Regions from separate parts of the Mus musculus genome. Here region 1 is linked to region 2. A link is a contact called in public HiCAR-type data. All regions are on one chromosome and are shown on one strand. Each heading gives the region's core, a stretch centred on a gene start, on an enhancer-like site or on the middle of the called end of the contact. The rest is flanking DNA. Distances are from core to core; before and after follow the strand shown. Region 1 holds the start of Nap1l3 (nucleosome assembly protein 1-like 3). Region 2 holds the start of Pcdh11x (protocadherin 11 X-linked).

Region 1 (4,656 bases), core at 268-2,767, 2.1 Mb before region 2:
ACTGAATTGTAATTTTAAAAATGTACATGTAATTTGAGTTACAGATATACAAATAAAAATTCTTTTTAAACTAACAATGCATTTCTTTAAAAATACATGATTAAATGAAAAATATAAACTCTAAAATAAAAAGTAGTAAACCAAGGACAGTCTCATTTTAAAATATTTCTTCATTTGAAATTAACAATGCAGTGTATTTTATATTCTAACATAACACTTCTAGTCTATGACCATGTTTATAGAGCATATGTGCTTAAGTAGGTTATTTTCCATTTGTATGCCAAGTCACCTCTGTGGATATATCTGCTTGTTTGGAAATATCAAGATATCTTCCAATCAAATCTTAAACAAATTATAGCTTATGAATTTTTAGTTAAGTACCAAGGGGCAATTCTGTTCATTACCTTTTAATGAAAAATAAACACTGGTCTTTTGGGTTGTAGCAGAACTGAATCCTGTAAATAAAAACAATAGATATCTGTTTTTAAACCTCATTTTGAAAAAGTTTGCTCACATATTACTTGTCTTACAAATCACCCTTTAATATAGTTACAATTTCAAATTAGAACGAAATTGGTGGCAGATGACATCTTAAACACTTACCATTTAACTTGCATTAAAACACATCTCCCCCTCCCATCCTGCTCTTCGTGGAACTCAAACCTGCTGCACAAAAGTCTGAAACAAATCATCTGCCGTTAAAAAATATTCCCTAACACATAAATAACCCTTTGTTTGATCTAAAATGTTGGTACAAGCTTTAAAAAGGACTACTTGGAAATTTAGCAGTAAGATTAGAGTATATAATATTCTACCTTTAAAACAGATTTTTAAAAATGGTGTAACTCACTCACAGCAACATGGGTTTGCAATATAAATCAGGCTTGCCAAACATCACAGACAGCACTTATTAAATCCACTATGTAGAATGAAATATGCCTGCTGTCTAGCCCCTCCCGCTTTTGCCAATAAACGACTCCCCCCTTTCCAGTGTAAAACACATGCTCATGGAATATTTAGAGAAAATCTTGTTTGCTTGCGTATGTGTTCTTTATTTTTCCGCAGTCATCCACAGTCACAGAATTCAATGACGTCATTTAAAGCATTTTCACTTTTATTATTACTATTAACAGTTTGCTGTGTGGAGGTCGTGATCAACCAAATAGGAATTCATGAGGGGAAGTTGACCATAGGGGCTCCTTTTCTTCGTTTGTTAGTAACTATAGCTGGCGTTTTTAGCTCTTGTCTATTTTCCCTTTGAATTAAAAAACAGGTAAGGAGAGAATTTTGAAAAGGTGGGAGGAGCCGTCTTTGGGTACATTTGCCTTGGCAACCCAGGTGCATATGGGAAGGTGGGAGGAGCCTGGAGGAATGGCGTTAGTCTTTGGCCATTCTTTGGCCGCAACACTAGTCAATCAAGTCCTCTCCGCAAATAAGGAGTGAACTGAAGGCATCCTGGGAACGAATTTAACCAGAGGGCTGTCAACAAGGGAGGGGCTGCCCATCCTAACCCAGGAGACGGTTCTGAGTCCGGTACTGCGTCACTGGACTGCAGCAGGTCTCGGCGCAGGTCCATTGCGGCCTGACAAGCCTCGTAGCTAAGGCTCCAGGCTGCTTCCCCTGCTGCGGTTTCCTGCGCGCCACCTCTGTGACCCCGCCCCCATCGCGCCACTGCCACAGCTGCTGCAGTCCGTGTTGCCACTGGATCCCGGCCGCCGCCGCTGCAGTCTCCGCCGCCTGACCTTCTCCGGCCTTCGCCCCTGCTGCCACCGCCCCCCACCGCCGCCGCCACTGGAGCATCCGTGAGTCCTTTTCTGTCCGTCTCTGGGTGCACGATCTCTGCTGTTGTCACCACCTTAAATAGGTGTACGGGGCTAACAGTATGGCAGAAGCGGATCCTAAAATGGTCACAGAACCTGGTGCCCATGGGGTTGCTGAAGAGGCGATGGCTAGCACAGCTTGTGATTCTGGGGATGAATCTGACAGCAATAGCTCTAGCAGTACCAATAGTTGCAGCAGCAGCGGCAGCAGCAGCAGCGGCAGCAGCAGTAGCAGCAGCAGCAGTAGCAGCAGCAGCAGCAGCAGCAGCAGTAGCAGTAGCGGTAGCAGTGGCAGCAGCAGCAATGGCAGTCATTTGAACCGAAAGAAGAGGGTACCTGAGCCTTCCAGAAGGGCCCAGCGACGTCCCTCCGGGAAACTTTTCTTGGATAAGCTGCCCCAAGCCGTAAGAAATCGGGTGCAGGCACTCAGAAATATTCAGAATGAGTGTGACAAGGTAGACACCTTGTTCTTAAGGGCAATTCATGATCTTGAAAGAAAGTATGCTGAACTCAATAAGCCTCTATATGATAAGCGTTTTCAGATCATAAATGCAGAATATGAGCCTACAGAGGAAGAATGTGAATGGAATTCAGAAGAAGAGTTCAGTGGTGATGAAGAAATGCAGGATGACACACCTAATGAAATGCCACCCTTAGAGGGTGAGGAGGAAGAAGAAAGCTGTAATGAAAAAGCTGAAGTGAAGGAAGAAGGAACACATGTTCCAGAAGAAGTTCCTGAGGCAAAAGTTGAAGAAGAGGAGGCTCCCAAAGAAACTCCTGAGGTGAAAACTGAAGAAAAAGACATTCCAAAAGAAGGTGCTGAAGAAAAAGCTGAAGAACAGGAATCCTCTAAAGAAATTCCTGAGGTAAAAGGTGAAGAAAAAGCAGACTCTACGGATTGTATAGATATAGCTCCTGAAGAAAAAGAAGACGTCAAAGAAGTTACCCAGGCAAATACAGAAAATAAGGATCAACCTACAGAAGAATTTACACCAAGGGCTCCAGCAAGAGAGGCTCAAAAAAGGGTCCCTGAGACAAGGCCTGAAGAAGGAGTCAATATTAAAAGGGCTCGAAAGGGAAAACCTAAGAAAGAAGATCCTAAAGGTATTCCTGACTACTGGCTGACTGTTTTAAAGAATGTTGATAAGCTTGGGCCTATGATTCAAAAGTGTGATGAACCCATTTTGAAGTTCTTATCTGATGTGAGCCTGAAGTTCTCAAACCCTGGCCAGCCTATTGGTTACACTTTTGAATTTCATTTCCTACCTAACCCATACTTCAGAAATGAGCTCCTGATGAAGACATACATAATAAGGTCAAAACCAGATCACTACGACCCGTTCTTCGCGTGGGGATGGGAAATTGAAGAGTGTAAAGGCTGCAAAATAGACTGGAGACGAGGAAAAGATGTTACGGTGACAACCACCCGGAGTCGCCCTGGTATTACAGGGGAAATTGAAGTCCAGCCAAGAGTGGTTCCTAATGCATCCTTCTTCAATTTCTTCAGTCCTCCTGAGATTCCTTTGATTGGGAAGCTGGAACCAAGAGAAGATGCTATCCTTGATGAGGACTTTGAGATTGGTCAAATTTTGCATGATAATGTCATCTTGAAGTCAATCTATTACTTCACAGGAGAAATCAATGATCCCTACTACCATGACTTCAGGGATTATGGAAATAGGAAGTACTACAAGTAGAAAGGGCAAGCTGAAAAATCTTTCAAGAATCCTTAAAAGTTAAGCAAGCAGAAGTGAAATAAGAGTCATCTAAACTTCTAAAATAGAAAACTTGCCCCATAACCTGAACAGTATTACTCCTTATAGTCTGGTGTTTTCATTTTTTCCTGGTAATGTCCTAAAAAGTGTCTTAAGCTTCTGTTTATTCTATCTTGCCTGTTGTATTGTAATATTCTTCAAAATATGTAAACTGCTGTTAATTTCCAAAGCATGTTTTGTTTGGTGCTACAGTGTTGGTTTTGTGAAGTCAGTTTTTGTCATGTTGCTATTAGATTGTACCTGTGAAAATTGTCAGATTTATTAGAGAAATCCTTGCCTGAATAAGCAACATTTTAAATGCCAATATACGTGTGTTTTCTCTTTCTTTTTTTACAGCCCAGAAGACTAAAGACTTAAATCTGCTTGCACTAGATGTGCCTTCATTACTTTGCCATAGAAATGTAGTAATAATAACAACTGAAACACTCTATTGTGAAATGTAGTTGCTTGAAAAAAAAAGATGAGAATATATTTAAAAATGTCAGGATCAAGTAGATTTTTGTGGGTTTGTTTATGTGATTTATTGGTCTGTTAGCAAAAGTATTGTTTACCACTAAGGTGTTAAATATGGTATAGTATTTTAAAATTTTTCTTTGTTGTATATTGTGTAATTGAAAACTAAAGAAACCGTATTTTCTTTGTAATGTGTTCTACATTGCCTTTTAAAAATTATTTCATCATTTGATACATTATCATGTTCTTTTATTGTACCTGGAGTAAATATCAAATAAACTGCCATGCTATAAAGACTTACCATTTTCTTTTAATTATAAAAATGGCTTATCAAAAAATAAAGAACACTGAAGAAGAAGAAAGTCCAATAAGAATAACTATTAACATTTTCATATTTTTCCTAGATTATAATTCTTCAACTAGAAGATACCACTGGAAGTATTGAAGAGGAATGAACGAGATAGGAGGAGGAGGAGAACATGGGAGGAAGAAGAGGAATGTGGAAGTAGATATGGGAAAGAATTGGGGTGAAAAAGAAGGAAATGGGAAGAAGGTGGGAGAGAAATATGGGTGTAAGGAAGGGGAAGGGATTGAACTAGAGGAGGGAA
Region 2 (5,079 bases), core at 1,637-4,136:
GGCAGGCGGCACCTTGATGTACCTTTTGAGGATCAGGGTGCCTTTGGGAGGTGAGGGGGATGGGGGTCAGCTGCGCAGGAGCCTAGGGACGTAGGGCGACTGCGCACGGGGAGCGCGCCCCTCAGGTTGGCCTGCTTCCGCTCCCTACCCGTCCTAGTCGCTCGCTCTCCTGCCAGCCGGCGGACCCTCACTGCAGCTGACATCATTGCCAGAGAAGGAGGGGCGGCCCACGTGAAAAAGACCCCAGCACGAACTGCGTTCCCTCTGCTCGCTCTCTGAGGCTCTAGCGAGCCGCTTGGCGAACTCAGCGCCCTGGCGGCGGCGCCGGGACTTGAGCTGGGCGCGGCAGTTCTTAATTTAGCAGCAGGAGAAAGGTAGATTTAGACCTTGGCTCCTTCATCTCCTGGTTCTTTCTCAAAACCGCCCGCACACTGTCAGTTCTGCCTCGGATGAACCAAAGACAAGAAAGGTGAAACACGGACACACTATCAGTTACTTTCCCAAGCTTTCAAAAGCTTCCCCCCGCACAAAAACACAGGCAAAGACAGCCCTGAGGCTAGAGCCTTGGCCGTGGGAATTTGTGAATTTGTTTCAAACGTGATTAAAAGTGCACATCTTCCAAAGTTGCAGAGGCGCCAACCAGCGCATCTCCCCAACTCCTTTATTCACTCTTGAGTCACACTTGTTTTACTCACTTTTTCTCTTCCTTTTTCTCTTTCTTTCCTTTTTTTTTTTTTTTTTGTTTTGTTTTTTGAATGACAAGTAAGACACCTAGCATTTTCACCCTTTTTTGGCGTTACACTGTGCTGTGTTCAGAATTATCTGCCTGCTCCTCAGGTTGTTTGCTGGTTGCAGAGCTAGTACCACACTCAGGGGTCCTCTGTCCCCATTACTCTCCTATTTTTTTGCCCCGTTGCCCATGGCCTAGATTCTCAAACACTTTTTTCACACTGGGTCCATTGTAAAGAAACAGCCCCCAAGCTGATATAAATCTGCCTTTGGAAAGTTTCCTCACAGTAAGGGAAAGGACAGCGTTATGTTTTTTTTTTTTTTTTAATTTTTTTCCTTCATCATTTGCTTCTGTTACCCTTTAATTTTCTTTATTATTTTTTTCTTTTGTACTAGACCCCCCTGCTCTCCCTGATTTACGTTGTTAGTGGGTGCCGCAATGGCGCAAGTTTGGACTCCCAGCCCCCCTGAGACATTTTGGAAGGACACCCCGCTCGCAGAGGCGAGTGCCCGCCTGGAGGCGCGCGCTCACATACTCCAAGCACACATCCCAGTGCCCCACACCCCAAGCCGCAAAGGCAGCTAACCTAGTGGAGCCTGGAATAAATCAGAGGCAGCAAAGGGGCCATCTTCACTCAACCCCTAAAAAGTCTTTCCTTGGGGGAGACACAGAAATGGATCCTGCCATGCACTCTGGGACATTGACACCCCAGGGACTAGTAGCTTTGTGACTGCGCTCACAGAGTAGTGTCTCCAACTGGAGGTATACTGTTGCTGCGCTCTTCCAAAGTCTCTAAAGCAATGTAGCCGTTTTTTAAAGTCACCTTTTCCAATGAAGCTCTAAGCAAGAGACATTTTTTGGGGGGAAAGGGGGCCTTTCTTTACAAGCTCTAGGAAGATCCTTCCTTTGTGGAGGGAACTGCTTTTTGATTCTCTCTTGAAAAACGCCAGGTATTTATGACATAGGTGGGCGTTCTTTTGGCTAAGGAATTCCGAGTCATTTCTCTAGAGAATAGAGGAACCCTTTTATGTTGGGCTTGACTTTGTAAGTCTCCCCCCCCCCAAATTAAAAAAAAAAGAATATTGATTTTCAGCTGCTGGTTTATACGAAGTTGCATTTATAAAGGGGGGACAGAATTTCTCACACCTACCATCTCTACATCCACTAGGTCCCAGGGCAGGAAGAAATGGGATCATACCAGGAGGACCAATCCAGTAGACGCTGGGCGCCCTGCTGTGCGCACAGTTTTCCGAAGCCCTGCGGCAAGGGTCGCTCCCCAACCGGGTTGCGCTATCAAACCTGGACTCAAATCGGAGACCCCAGAGAGGAGCGCAGCTGGGCCAGCTTCCAGGGTCCACCGCGGATTCACTGCTGAGGCACACTGCCCCTCAGCTGGACTTGCTCCAGGTGTCTCCCCTAATGGTCTGGGGCGTCAACTCTGCATCCCCGCACTTTCCCAGATCAGAGTTTCATTCAGCTTCGCTGAAGCTGGAAGAATCAATTAAAGTGAAAGACCTTTTTGCACAACCCATGTCGGAGAAATTCATGCGCGGACACTTTTCTGACAAAAGTGAGAGTTTTAGCAAAGTAACCAAACCGAGTGGAGGCAGTGTCAAAAGATTTTCTTTGGGAGCTCATCTCCCGGGTTTGCTCTTTTTCTTACCTCTAGGGAACAGAACCCGGAAGGGAGGGCACCAGTAGGTCTCTAAAAGCATGCTATGGTCAACTGCCCAGATCCCAGGCGCAAGCAGTCACCGCGTCCTAAGCGCAGGACATGCCATGAGTCCCCAGCCTCAGCGGCTTTAGCTCCCGAACCGAACCCGATACTTACCTACTGTTTAGACTCCTCTTTGAGTAGTATGAAGAGGGGAACGAAAAAGGAGAAAAAAAGGCTTCCGCCCGCTCCACAGAGACTGCGATTGCTGTAGCGGGATCTACCGCCACAGCTCGCAGTCCGCAGAGCAGCTGTTTGTCTTGGAGGCTGTTTGTGAGGCTGGTCGGGCGGCCCGGGCTAGCTGGGCTGCCTGTGTCGCCTGAGTAGCTTCTGCCACTGAGACTCCTTGCACTCTGGTAGCCTAGCTTTCCGCTTTGCTGCGCGGGCCGCTGCTGGCTGCTCTGGCTCACAGCTACTCCCGCCCTGACAGTTCGTCGACTGCAAGGAGCCACTGCCAAGCCAGCCCTTTTCAATGGCGAGGGGGAGGGACTAGACAGGAGGGGGAAGGGGGACAGAAGGGGGGTGAGCGAGTGGAAGGCGGGGGGGGGGGAAAAGGAGTGAACGAGTGCCCTAGCCGCCTGCTGGGAGGGGATGGCGCAGCACCAACTGATGGGTACCCCCCTTTTGTCCCCACTCCCTGCACCCCTCTTCCCACTCCAGCTCAGGAGGCCGCCTCTCCCAGAGGATGAAGAACCTCAGGAGCGGTGCGGGGGCGAGACTGAGGTAAGCTTGGGAAGTTACATCTTGTGGCCCAGAGAAGGAGGCAGAAAGCGTTTTGCCTGCACGCTCCTTTATGGGACTGGATGCTTAGGGGAACAAACTGAACAAAATAAGCAGGGCAAGCATTCCTCCCCCGGGTGGTCCCCCCTCTCCTTGCACTTTAGTTCTCCTCTTTAAGTTTCACTCGTTTACATCATCTTACAGAAGTTTGATTTTTCTTGGTATGCGTGCCTTTCTCAGGATTCCTCAAGCTCCGCTGACTCCAGCTAGAGAACTAACAGCAAGTAACACCATTTTCTTATACAAAGGGTACTTAGGGCACACTAGAGGAAGTAGGAGCAAGATCCAGGAGAACCCGCAATTTGAGCCAAGTGCCTGTTTCTGAATATACCATATCCAGTTGTGAGAGGTCTCAGAAATCTTGGCTGCCTGTCCACACACATTCTCCTGTGTGGTGTAGGGTGGAGTGAGTGTCTGCGGAGGAAATACGACATTTGGCTATCCCAGAGCAAAACTAAGGGTATCATTAAACAGATCATGTCTGTGACCCTTTGAGGGGGTGGGGTGGTGTCACTGTGTGAACAATGCCGTTTGAAAGCAGGAAAGGATACCAGACAAGGAAGAGCACAGCCTGGAGCTGCAACCCTAATGCTTGCCAATAAGCTTGGCATCTCAGATGGTGAAGCCTGCCTGGCATAGGGTGTCAGGTCTCTGGAGAGCACTAAAGCAACAAGGGTCACTGTGTCAGGTGTGTGGCTCAGATAACTCATGAATAACAAGAAACAGAAGTTAATTCCCTACCTATAGAATAGGCTCAAAAACATAATAACACCCAGACCTCTCTGGTTCTAATTTCAAAGAGGATGTCTTTATATTTACCTAGAGGCCAGGAAATGAGACAAGTGAATTGTCTAAATTAGTCTGCACAAAATATGTGTGTTTTAGAAAAAAATTCACTTTCTTTTCTTAATGTGTAAAAAAACCTTACATTTCTGGTTCTTCAGTTTAGTTTTGAAAGGGAAAACTGAGTTTTGGTTTTGGATTTCGGTTTTTGGTTTTGCTTTTTTTTTTTCTGAAATAAAACAAGAAAAAGTACACTGCTTTCAGACACTAAAATCAATGAATTCTGTTAATACTTCCTTAAGATTTCCATCTCAATTTGATGTACATTTGATTTTAATCTTGTACACTGATGGGGAAATAGAATAAGAGGTTGCATCTGCAAAGGAACAGAGTATAAAAAAATAATCTGCTAGTTATTGCTGGCTGATTTTCACAAACAGAATTTTTACAGAAAGTTCCTTTGAGGGCAAAATTTTATGAATCTTTGCTCCACTAAACCCCACTCTCTTTTCCTAACCCCCTTCCAATTTCCAATTGTAGTTTTTAATTTTAATTTAAAGTCTTGCTTTCTAAATTCCTCAAACATTTTTGTTGTATTTTATTTCTTATACCTGAAGCCACTGCTGAAGAGAAACCTCAACACGGCAGTTCAGTACAGTCTTCGTGAAATAAAACACAAGGACGTATTTTCTTATATGGGTCCAGGGAGACACTTTAGCATTACATTTTATTCCTGTTGTATTTCTGACTTCATTATTCAGAATATCTAGCAGTGGCCTCTGTTCTCTTTGTCAGAGCAAGGAAATGTGTATGAGATGAAATCAGATGCTGTCAAATGTTACTGTTCTGCCTCTTGGATGTTGAACTGTTCTGTGACACTTTCATAAGGGATAGCAGTAACTCAATGAAAATAAAATCACTGGTTGATCTAAAATAGTGTGGCAAATCTATGTCACAGTGATACCTTCAAAGCACCAATTATTCCTCATAACACCTGTAGTAGATATCAATCAATTGCTTTCTTAAGATTTCCATCTCAGTTTGATGTAAGGGGAGATAAATAGTCATTACC

Evidence for each region. HiCAR-type assays count read pairs that join an accessible place to other places.
Region 1: a contact with region 2 is called in a HiCAR-type map of astrocytes, with 10 times the contacts expected there. The contact joins the promoter of Nap1l3 here to the promoter of Pcdh11x in region 2. A contact is called at or near these places in 4 of 39 promoter capture datasets (cranial neural crest, frontonasal cranial neural crest, hippocampal neurons and 1 more) and 1 of 115 datasets of contacts at active chromatin or transcription factors (astrocytes).

The regions. Positions count from the first base shown.
Region 1 is chrX:122,394,246-122,398,901 of GRCm38.p6, reverse strand. Nap1l3 (nucleosome assembly protein 1-like 3) reads left to right here and starts at 1,517. Exons shown (of 1, transcript NM_138742.1): 1 at 1,517-4,342. The coding sequence starts at 1,883. The coding sequence ends at 3,517.
Region 2 is chrX:120,288,134-120,293,212 of GRCm38.p6, reverse strand. Pcdh11x (protocadherin 11 X-linked) reads right to left here and starts at 2,886. Exons shown (of 7, transcript NM_001271809.1): 1 at 2,562-2,886. Gm30577 (a long non-coding RNA gene) reads left to right here and starts at 2,979. Exons shown (of 4, transcript XR_387050.3): 1 at 2,979-3,167.